Linked DNA regions of Mus musculus: regions 2 and 3 are each linked to region 1. Evidence: chromatin contacts called from public HiChIP or PLAC-seq and promoter capture Hi-C data. All regions are on one chromosome and are shown on one strand. Each heading gives the region's core, a stretch centred on a gene start, on an enhancer-like site or on the middle of the called end of the contact. The rest is flanking DNA. Distances are from core to core; before and after follow the strand shown. Region 1 holds the start of Hmgcll1 (3-hydroxymethyl-3-methylglutaryl-Coenzyme A lyase-like 1). Region 2 holds the start of Mlip (muscular LMNA-interacting protein). Region 3 holds the start of Gclc (glutamate-cysteine ligase, catalytic subunit).

Region 1 (3,680 bases), core at 647-3,146:
GTCTTCCAGAAAAGCACATAAGAGTCTGAAAGCCGTGACCTTACATAGCCTCAGCAGTAATCTTCGAAGCTCTCATTTTCCCCGAACAAATCAGAACACTGGAGCATACACACCACTCTACGGATCACCCAAGCAATAGTCACATGACTTCATCCCGAAAAGTAAATGTTAGGGATTCTTGGTTGCGTAAGACAAACTGACCGCTAAAGAATGTTGAGAACATTCCAGGAAGTTCAAACCAGACTCCATGGAAATCAGCCACCGTGAGGACATGAGAGAAGATAAAGCATGGCTCTCCACTTCCCTGTTGTCACCATCAGGTCTCACCAGAGGGTCCTGGTCAATCCTTCTGAGCCTTATTAGTAAAAGCGGATTCACTGTGGCCCTTGCACGTGTGCATATTGTGGGCTGTGATCATATTCATAGCCTCATTTCCCCCACTCACCTGCTCCTTCCTCCTGATGCTTGCCATGTCTCCTAACTCCACCCCACCCCCACCCCCAATTTTCTCCTCTTGGTATTTATGTCCCTTCCTTAGGCGACAGAGAAACAGGCGATATTAGTTGTTTGGGCTCTGGCTTATTTCCAGGCATCTACCTACAAATGACTTGATTTTGTTCATCTCTCTGAATAATAAACCATTGGGTAATTATGCCATATCTTCTGTATTGTATCCAGCCATCTGTTGATAGGCAGAATGCCCATTCTAGGACTTGGCTCTTGCAAATAGCTCCAGTCTCATACTCTAATTAATGGGGAGCAAACTATTTATAAAACCACCCACGAATGCTAAGTCCTACTTGTAGATCGAAGGCTTCGATTTCACATGTTGGAGCACTGAACTGAGACCACACCATAAGGATATGAATAACTCCTGTCAGAACTGTTGGTGTAACATCACATAACAAAGCTAGGCCAGCCCACTAAAATAAAAAAAAATAACAAGAACTACACTGTTCACAAAGTGAACAGGTGCCTAGAATTAAAAGGCTAATGATACCTAAGGCCTCACAAAGCCCTTGACTCATAACAGGTTTCAACATTTAGGTAACGACCATTACTGCTGTTTCCTGTTATGTTTAAAGTTTACGGTTTTATGTGAAAAGGAAATTTCTTTATATACCTTATGCTCACTTAACTGGCACGTTTGTTGGTAGTACATGGAATCATAAATACATAAACAATGAGTTGTCTTTATGAAGCTCTCAGGAAAATGCAGGAATAATTTTAGTCTGTAATGGTTTTATTCAAGCTTGTTTAATTTCATTAAGCAAAAACACTGTAGGGATAGTCAATGCTCTAACATACCATGTGATTTTAATCGTCGTCCTGTGCCTTCCTAGTGTGCCCTAGCTTCATCCTCTTTCTACCACACAAGGTGATATGTTTGTAGTCTGTTACACATTACAAGGAAGAAAGTGAGAACAAAAGCACCGCCCTTCCAAGAACACGCACAGACATGATCACTCCTGTTGGCGACCTGCAAAAGGCCTGGGGTAGGGAAACTGCTAGGCCAGCAAGGATGCGCCTGCTGTTCACAGCTGAGAAGATGAGAGGCTTTTCAGCCACAGACCCACACACTGACAATAGAACGGGCCTCAGGCAGGACCCTGGCTTACAGAGGTGACACAGACAAAAGGGATGACGGGAGGTGGATGGGGGTAGGGACGCCCTAGGCCCAAGGTGGTACCTGCGCCGCATCCAGCGCCCCTGCCACTGAGTCTCCGCTCCAGAGATGTTCGCGGAGAAGCTGCTGGTAGTTGAGGCAGTGCTTCGCAGCAGATGGTAGATTCCCCATAGCAGCAGCCTAGGTGCCGTGGGCGGTGCTGGATCCCACGGCCGGAGCCGAGAGCCGGGTGAGAGCCGGGAGCGCGTCCCGCGGGTGCCCGGGGTCCGAGCTGCACTGCGGCGGCGCGGTTCCTGGGCAACGCCCAGGCAGGGGTGTAGCGGGCACCTGAGTCCCGCGCTGAGAGCCAGATCCTGGATGGGGACAGTTAATTGAGGCAGGGTGGCACTCCCCCCCCCCCTCCGTAAAATATGGTGCTCTCAGGGCTGATTGTCTGCAGGTGCTCGCCTGAGTCAGAGCTCTAGGCAGGACCCAGGCCTCTGAGAGGAAGAAGCACTGGGCTCTCTACAGACATTCTCTCCTTCCCAGCCACAAGCCTGTAGGGTTGGCACTGTGAATCGGTTTGAGTTTATGTCAAAACTCTATTTAAAATTGCCGAGGCGCTTTGTGGTATTAAAAAACACAAACCCTAAATTAAGGGCGAGGGAGGGGGGTATATCGGAGGTAAACAAGCAAACCAAGAGTTGTCAGTAAGCCGATGGTGCAAGATAAATGTTGAAATGCTGAATTCTTTTTCGCTGTTTTACATTTATTGGTTTTAGTGGTTGTCTCCTTCCACTGTCACATGGGGTTAGGACTAGAACTTAACTGTCTGCTTCGGCGTCACCACAAGTTCCTTTACTATCCCCCTGGGTATGAAGAACTGTTTTTTTAAGAAGAAGAAAAAGAAGAAGAAGAAGGAGGAGGAGGAGGAGGAGGAGGAGGAGGAGGAGGAGGAGGAGGAGGAAAGAAAGAAAAAAGCAATAACTAAATTCATAAAGGCTTTTCTTTCATTCAAACAAAAACAACCTGTCAGAAGTTAGAAGTAATTATAAATTAAATAAATTTTAATGTATATATTTATAAAATATTTATAATATAAATGTATATTTAGTTTCTATATAAGTATGTTTGATTTATATATAAGTTTATATATTATAAATATAAATTATTGGATTTATATGATAGCCTTGGAATCAGATAACCCCTGCTTCATTCGGCCTACTTCATAAGCACACTTAGATTGCAACACTCTAATGCTCTTCAGCGTGGAGTCCATAGCTTGCAGCTGATAGCACACAATCGTCAGGAACAGTCTTGTGCAGGGAGAGCTAGCTGGCCCTACTGTTTCCACAGCTAGGAGGAATCAAGAGCGCCCAGGTGCACAAGCTTGCACAAAGGATGGCGTATATATACAACGACTAACTTCTGAGACATAATATGAACAGATTTTGAAGGGATTCACCACCCAGATTGGATAAAGAATATTTTTATTAATTCCTTGGCAATTTCATACAAGATCTTTTGAACACATTCACGCCCTGTACTCCAAATCCTCCCAACCACCTCTTCATCCCTTTTATCCAACTTTAGGATAGCTTGTTACATTTTTTTCCCCCCATCAAGTCCTGTTTGTGTTGCCCAACTATTTTGGGTAAAGGGAACTGCCCTGGTGGGTGCGCAACTGACTCTCCCTTTCTAAGCAGCCATCCGGTGCCAACAGCTAGCTACTCAGTGGGATCTCATACCTACTTTCCCGGCTCTCCCCCGGGCTTTTGTCTGGCTGGTGTTTGTGCTGGTCTTGTGCATGCTGTTAACAGTTGCTATGAGTTTGTTTATGCAACTACCCTGTTGTACCCGGAAAACACTATTTCCTTGATGTTATCCTCTGCCTGGGGTTCTTACAGTCTTAATGTTCTCTCTTCCCTGAGCCCTGGGGGTTGGAGTGTGATATGTACATCCCTTTTAGAGTTGAGCAATGAATAATCTTATTTTCTGTACACAAGCCTAAAAAGATCGAGATAACACCGAGCTTTGAGGCACATGGTGCAGTTCTCTCTCCTCATTGGATAGG
Region 2 (3,752 bases), core at 681-3,180, 1.2 Mb before region 1:
AAATCTTCTCTGACTGTCAGATAAATTCTTCTAGATCCAACAGGATACCATTTCCCATTCTGAGTGTAGCCAAATTCTTGCAATTAATTCACAGCAAATGTCTGTGCTCTTGTGGCTTTATGAACGGTCAGGAAAATACCACCGCATGGTTTAGTTTTTGTCAGCTTGACACAAACTAGAGTTGCCAGGCAAAAAAACAAATCTCAATCAGAGAAATGTTCCCATTTTATTGTCTTGTAGATAGGTCTTTATGGCATTCTCTTGATGGTGTATGGATATGAGAGGGCCCAGCCCACTGTGAGGGGTGACACCCCTGGGCAAGTCCTGGGAGGTATAAGAAAGTGAGCCTGGAAGCTAGTTGATAAGCAGTGTTCCTCCTTGCTGCCTGCCCTAGTTTCCCTCAGTGGCAGACTGGGATCAGGATGTGTAAGTCAAATAAGCCTTTTTTATCTTCAAGTTGCTTTTGGTCATGATGCTTATCAGTGCAACAGAGAGGAGAAGTAGGAGAACAACACACCAGCAACAGGATACAACCCAGAAGCTTGTTGAAAGTGCAGGTGTGGAGAATCCACTGCTGAACTTCTCAAGCAGAAACTACAGTTCTAAAGGTGCTGCCAATGGCGGATCATGCAGTGACATTTAAGAACTATAGGATGGGTGATGGGCGATCTTTAAAACTCTCTTCTCTTTGTATCTCTGTTATTTATATGACAGATTTATGTATATTCTCAGAAAGAATGAAAGGTTCTTGGCATCAGATATACATAACCATGAGTGTAGATGTCAGAAGATATCTCTTACTGATGTAACAGCACATACATTTAGAAATTTGGCCCTTTCCTGGGGCAAGATGTACTAGTGTTATTTGCAATAGTTTCCCTGCTTCTTAATAGAATCACTGTGAGTCATTATTGCGCTCATGATTGTCCTAAGTTCAAGCTCTTGACAATGTTGAAAATATTAAATGCTGTAACTGTACGTGAAATAAAACCTTCACTTTTGCATAGCATTCAGTATATAGCCAGCTCCCTCCACATTACATCTTCCAGTGCTTATGCACAAATATAGATTGCATAGGTTTGTAGAAAAAAATCAATGCTTAGAGAATAGGAATACTGAATAAATCAATCTCGTGAGAAATATTTGTGACTTGTTTATAGGTAGGCAGGGCAGTCACTATCTTCCAGCAACAGTGGAAGGGAATTTTGTTTTGACAGCTATTTGGTAACAAGATCTCTTTTAGAGCTACTTTTGTTTAACAGCAGAACTTGAGTCACTCGGATGCTCCAATATCATTGACTGCCGTTCACACGCCAAGGACTTGTCACTGAAATGACTGGCTTTCCAAAATGATCACTGTGTTTTCCAGTTCTTTATTTAGACGCTGTGTTTGCATGTGTTTGTGCATCTGAATGTTCTCTGCGAGCGTGGTCAACCAATCACTGAAACTGGCAGATGCCAGGGCCCTTCAATCAGCTTCTCATTGCTGTCCAATCTGGCTTCTCCCTTCCTTTCAGGGAATACATAATTGGACTGCAAGCCTGAAAGGAAAAGAGGGCAAACACATAGAGGTAGCAATTTTTCACTTCCACTGATCCCATTTTAGCAGTCAGTGTGACCTCTCGTGAAGTTCCAAAAGTAAAAATTGTCAAAACAAACCCTTTGGAGCTGAAAAATACTCAACTCGGAGAAGCATCTGTTCTGTGTTCTTTTAGATTCCTCCTCCCCCGCAACCGTGTGTGTGTGTGTGTGTGTGTGTGTGTGTGTGTGTGTGTGTGCGCGCGTGTGTGCGTGTGCATATGGGTGCATGCGTATGTGCTTGCGTGTGTGTGTGTGTGTGTGTGTGTGTGTGTGTGTGTGTGTGTGTGTGTGTAGGCGATTGCGTGCGTGTGCCTGTGTTGTTTTAGTAACAGGCTCTCTTTCCACCTCAGTCATTGGTTTGCTTTCAGAGCAGGGGCTTCTGAGTGCCTGCAGGAACAATTACTTCCAAATGACCTCCTGCATCTTAGCGGGGAGCCTTGAGACCACACCCAAGGTAAAGAGAAGTCTTTGCTTAATGCTTTCAGTAACTTTTAAAGACACCCAGTTCTGGTATATGCCGGAGGGTGTGAGGGCGAGCTACCCGGGAGCTGATAAATTTGTCTGTGTTGTTGAAATGAGATGGTATCTATAGTCAGAGAAACGGGCAACTGATAAAGACAAAACTGCTTGTTGGGCAAAGAAAAAGCCAAGGATTGCGCTTGGCATAGAGTTAATGTTTGAATGCTTGTGATGTCTTTTCTTAGTAAGAGGCTATTGGTCCTCTGTGCTGCGGGTGCCAACACGGTGGTGTGTTTGGGGGGCACTTTTAGGGAAATAGAAGAAAGAATAGCACACAGCCTGAAGCTGAGCAAAGGAGCTTACAGCCTGCGAGGCACTGGGGAAAACACCTCTCATGTTATAGCCTGTGCCACCGGTGAGAAGGGGTCAGTCTGACAAAAGGGGTATCTCAAGCCACTATTTTAATCCACTTAGTTCTTATTTCTGTTATTAAAATAGTTTCCCGAAGATCAGATGTTTAAATGGCATTGGCAGCTGAAAGTGTTAATTGCCAATTAAGAAGCGAATGCCATTAACTTGCATCCGCTTCCGCTTTGTGGGAAAATGATTTTTTTTTTTTGTCTCCATAGCGATTCATTTTGGGGCTCTGTTAGATCTGCCACACAGTGTGCAGTAAATGGTAAATGGCTTTCTTCTTCTTCTTCTTCTTCTTCTTCTTCTTCTTCTTCTTCTTCTTCTTCTTCTTCTTCTTCTTCTTCTTCTTCTTCTTCTTCTTCTTTTTTTTTTTCTGAGCAAGGGATTCATCAGTCTACAGGCTAACATAGATCTTCAGAATATTCCACAGTGTGGCTAGTGTAGCTTCAAATCCCATTCCATCAAAAGGTCCTTTCAAGTGAACCTTAGGTTTCTGGTAAGACACAATACAGGTGCTAGATAAACACAGTGAAAGACCTGGGTGCTAATTTTGTAGTACTTTCTTGAAAGTTAATATCAAAGGGTTGCCCTTTTCCTGATGTTCTGGAATATGCATATAAGGACAGGAATCAATCCCTGAGTTTATTTCTACTCAGTAGTAACTCAGTGAGGTAAGCCTTTAATCTTTAGATTACATATAACATATATCACATATCACACACATATATCTATATGTAATAAGTAAATATTATATATAATGTATTTGTTCAACTAAAATAAGGAAGTAGAATTGCTTCCCTACATTGATGACGATATTTCACTTAGGGAGGGCATTGAAGTTCCTGTGGGCAGAGTGTAGCCATAAAGTTGAAGGCCACTATCTTGCTCCTGTTCAATGGCCTTCTTTCTCATCGTGTGTTCATGTTTAGAAATCTCTCCATCATACTGTGAGAAGGGCACATCTTGTTCATCTATGTACTGGCTTCCTTTTGTTCTTGTTTTGTGTACTAAAATTATAACTACCAACTTTTTAAAAGACTATAGGTGGAAGTATCCCTTGCAGAATTTTGTACTTTAGAGATTTAAGACAAGACAAGCTGGACAATTGTGCAAGGCACTTGGGGAAGTAAGTTTAGATCACTGTATATGCTTTAGAAGATATGGCTACTGGCCGTTTATTAAGGGTCAATGGGTTTTGTACCTGTGGGCTATACTGAAGCCTTTCCTATAAATCTATTTAATTTCCTTTGGATAGACTTCAGGAGACCAAATCATTTCATAGGAAAATGAGGGCAAGA
Region 3 (4,151 bases), core at 172-2,671, 1.7 Mb before region 1:
GTATATGATACACGGAACACAAATGAAGAACTGTCAAATGTAAATACACAACAAACTTTGGACTAAAACTGGAGAACTGCCAAACGAGTGTGTCCCTTTCCTGAAAGAAAATGTGGTGATAGACAATTTTTTTTGTAGGAATATATATTAGTCCTAATACTTCCTTAGGCCAAGCATAATTCTTTCAGCTGCAGATGGCAGAATCATCTACCAACATTAGATACAGAAAAACTAACTTTTCGCAAGCTAGTCTATGCCGGTACAGCAACACTTTGAAACTTAGCCCAAGGATAATACTAAACGATAAATACATACAGGAGTGGCACGCTATCTGCCGTAAATGCCAACCCCACACAATAAAGGTCAGACTCAAGAGGTTATTTAACTTTATGTATCTTTTTATCAATGTGCTTATTTAAAAATAGGGGATGCACACACAAAAAAATGTTTTTAGCGTTGCCGCTTTCAGATGGTTCGAACAAATGGGTCCCAGAGATCATGCACAAGTTTTAGCATTGACTGGTAACGCTTAGCTGCTGGCTCTAACCAGTCTTACCTAACCTCTAAGTTGTAAGCATTTACAGTTAAACCGGATAATGAAGTCTCCCGTCTTTTAGGAAGACAACCCCAAGTCCTTAGGTCTAGCAATGTATTTGTTGCAATGTATAACTCTAAAGTTTGCGGACAGATGTGAGATGTGTCAGGCGTTTAAGAAAAAGAGCTAGAGAAAACCGAGGGCCGAAGCAAACACCCTGGAGATTTGAAACGTGATAGCAAGCCAGCCGGGCAAGTCGGTCCTGTACACACTCATCTCCAAGGCGAACAGTGCGACCGGACGCCGGGAGGCAGATATTCACACTCCTCCCGCTCAGGCCCTCCCTGTGTCCGAGCGGCTTGCCTCCCGACAGGAATGAATGAGCCCGAGTGGCCAGCGCCGAGCCCGGGCCGGTGGCGGGGCCGCGGGCGGCCTGGCCGAACAAAGGCGCGCGGGCTCACCTCGTCACCCCACTTGAGCACGTCCTTGTGCCGGTCCTTGACTGCGTGGTAGATGTGCAGGAACTGGAGGATGCCGTGCCTCCGCACGTGGTCGGCGTGGCGCTGGGTCTCTTCCCAGCTCAGTGGCGAGCCTTGGGACAGCAGCCCCATGGCCGCGTCCTCCTCCCGGCCGCAGCTCCGCTCTGGGGGCGCCCTCGGGCCGCGCGGCGGGCGTCCCGTCCGTTCCCGCTCCGGCTCGGACCCCGCCGCGCGGTTGACAGCCCGGGTCGGGGTCTCTCGCCGCCGCCCGGTCTCGCGCTCCCACGCCGGCCCTGCGGCCCTGGCCGCCGCGGCAGCGCTCCACTCGGCGCCGCCGGTGTCGTGCACGGGCTTCCTACTTGCGACCCAAAGCTGCGGCGACACAGAGCATGCCCAGTTCCGCGCCTGCCGCTCCGTGCGCCGCGCTCCAGATTTTATAGGCTGCGGCGGGGGCGGGGAACGAAGCGGCAGGTCGTGGGTGGGGCCTGGGGCGGGGGCGGGGCTGAGGCCGAGGGTGTCCGCGGGGGGGCGGGGCTGTCTGCGAATAAGGACTGAAAAGTCTGGGTCCTAAGAGAAAACTGGGTCAAAAAAAAAAAAAAAAAAAAAAAAAAAAAGGGAGGGGGGGAGAGGGAGAGAGAGAGAGAGAGAGAGCTGAAATATCTGAATATCTGTTCAACTCTGTACTGGTAGAAAGGGTATAAAGTTAAGAGTAATCCTTTTTTTTTTTTTCTTTTTTCTTCTTGGTTTTTCAAGACAGGGTTTCTCTGTGTAGCCCTGGCTGTCCTGGACTGGCTTTGCTGGACTCGAACTCATAGAGATCCTCCTGCCTCCCATGTGCTGGGATCAATTATGTGCACTACCACGCCTGGCTGAGTAATACTGTGTGAGTGTGTGTGCGTGTGTGTGTATGTGTGGTTTTTCGAGACAGGGTTTCTCTGTGTAGCCCTGGCTGTCCTGGAACTCACTCTGTAGTCCAGGCTGGCCTTGAACTCAGAAATCTGCCTGCCTCTGTCTCCCAAGTGTTGGGATTAAAGGCATGTGCCACCACTGCCTGGCTGAGTAATACTTTTTAATAAATGTTGTACGACTCCACATGGCATGGATATGCATAGAGTTGATTGCTGGTTATTTACATGCGTCCATGTATGGGCAGGGATTAGATATATGTATATCATCATTGTAAACCCTGTACGTTAACTATTTGCCAATGGGATCTCTGGTCGGCACAGAGATCACTCACTGTGCAAAAGAGGTCTTGTCTTGTCTTGTCTCCAAGTGTGCAGTGTGAGAAGTTTCTTCAGAAGTTTCCCCACCTTCAGAACCGAAGGTCCATCCAGCGGTGGTCATTCTATTGCTCAGGAGAGCTTTACCCTGAGTGCGGAAGGCTCTGGGAACTGGATTCCGTGGGAACGAAGGGAAGGTACCTTGCCCGAATAGTTATTCGATTAATGTTTTGCAACTGTATAAATATATGCAGTAACTAGATGATCCATTCATGTACAGAGGGCAGAAAACATTTATTACACCCTCCCCCCCCCCACACACACATTGTAACTACATTTTCAACATGTAGTTACTTAGAGACAAGATCTCACTAGATAGCCCAACCTGGCCTTGAACTCCAGGCAGCCATCGTGCCTCAGCCTCCTGAGTGTTGGGATTAGAGGCATGGACTTCCACATTTGCTTTAGATTTAATAGTTAATGAACACTCATCACAACATTCAATGAACACTAATCGATGAATGCATGATAGGAATATTTCCTCATTGAATGAGGCCATCAAAGAGCTTGGGGCCACAGATACTGAAAGTGTGGCTGTGATTTGCACAGTGGAATGCATTTAAGTATGTGCACAGGTTAGATGGCATCTAAAACTGAGGAGACATGATGCTGTCTCTCTCTCGCACATAGCTGGAATAATATTCTTTTAAAAAACCATTCTAACACCACCACCACTCAATCTTCACTACTTACTGCCCACTACCTTATTGTGTCCTCCCCACCATCCTTGCTAGGTTGTTAACTATGTTCTGATCCACCATTCTTTCTTCTTTTCTGGGTGCTGCAGATTCTCCAGCTGATACACTCCTTTGAGTCCTGACTACTCTGTGTTGTGCCTGAATTTGTATCACTATATATGTTGGATACTGGCTTTCCTTAGAGTACCGGTGATGTCTGTGTGTTTGTGTGTGTGTGTGTGTGTGTGTGTGTGTGCGCCCGCGCACGTCTGTGTGTGTATTTTGTACTTCTAGGGAACTGTTCAATATAGACTAGTGTTTAATAAGCCTAGGTTCTCTGTGAGCAGAACAGGTATTGGGAGATGGGGAGAGAAGCTGTTTTACCTGCATGTAAAGTACCCCAAAGAAGATTTGGTTATTCTCAAAGTCTCACCTCACATTTTCATACACCTGCATGACTCAGCAGGACAGCTGCCAGCCTCAAGTGATTATTGAGCATTTGGAATCCTACTGACATGACATAAGAAGTGAACTTTTAGTTGTAGTAAGCTTAATTTTGGGGGGCTGGAGAGATGGCTCAGCGGTTAAGAGCACTGACTGCTTTTCCGAAGGTCCTGAGTTCAAATCCCAGCAACCACATGTTGGCTTACAACCATCTGAACAGCTCCAGTATACTCATAAAAATAAATAAATACATCTTTAAAAAACTTGTTTTAAATGTATTTCAAAATTGATTTCAGTGCCAGTGGTGTCTCCCACCTATAACACCCCCCTCCTCACCACTACCCCCCCCCCACACACACACACTGGATGCTTCGACAGAATTACCACAAATTTGAGGCTAGTCTGGGTTAGAGCAAGACAACAACCAACCCGTTAAAATTTCATCTTTCTCTTGGTAACCGGGACACTTTTACATACATTTGGAACAAGTTGAGAATGTGCACTCGACTTTTTAACTGTAAATTTTATTAAATCAACATGCAAATGAAGTCTGATGAAAATGTAGTGACTCGGGGGATACCAGATTAGAAGACTTACTACAAAAATGAAAATATCTCATTAAAAAATCTAGCCAGGTGATGGTGGTGCATGCTTTTAACTGCAGCACTTGGGAGGCAGAGGCAGAGGCGGAGGTGGAGGCAGAGGCAGAGGCAGGAGGATCTCTGTGAGTTCA

The links. Promoter capture Hi-C pulls out the DNA fragments that hold promoters and counts their contacts. HiChIP or PLAC-seq counts read pairs in DNA pulled down with a chosen protein or histone mark.
Region 2: a contact with region 1 is called in a promoter capture Hi-C map of hippocampal neurons, with 6 times the contacts expected there. The contact joins the promoter of Mlip here to the promoter of Hmgcll1 in region 1. A contact is called at or near these places in 2 of 39 promoter capture datasets (hippocampal neurons and liver).
Region 3: a FOXA1 HiChIP or PLAC-seq map of pancreatic cancer cells shows a contact between it and region 1. The contact joins the promoter of Gclc here to the promoter of Hmgcll1 in region 1. A contact is called at or near these places in 1 of 39 promoter capture datasets (hippocampal neurons) and 1 of 115 datasets of contacts at active chromatin or transcription factors (pancreatic cancer cells).

Annotation. Positions count from the first base shown.
Region 1 is chr9:76,013,193-76,016,872 of GRCm38.p6, reverse strand. Hmgcll1 (3-hydroxymethyl-3-methylglutaryl-Coenzyme A lyase-like 1) reads right to left here and starts at 1,896. Exons shown (of 9, transcript NM_173731.2): 1 at 1,691-1,896. The coding sequence starts at 1,798.
Region 2 is chr9:77,250,030-77,253,781 of GRCm38.p6, reverse strand. It overlaps Mlip (muscular LMNA-interacting protein), which reads left to right and starts at 1,930. Exons shown (of 11, transcript NM_001368955.1): 1 at 1,930-2,035. The coding sequence starts at 1,991.
Region 3 is chr9:77,751,805-77,755,955 of GRCm38.p6, reverse strand. Gclc (glutamate-cysteine ligase, catalytic subunit) reads right to left here and starts at 1,421. Exons shown (of 16, transcript NM_010295.2): 1 at 997-1,421. The coding sequence starts at 1,146.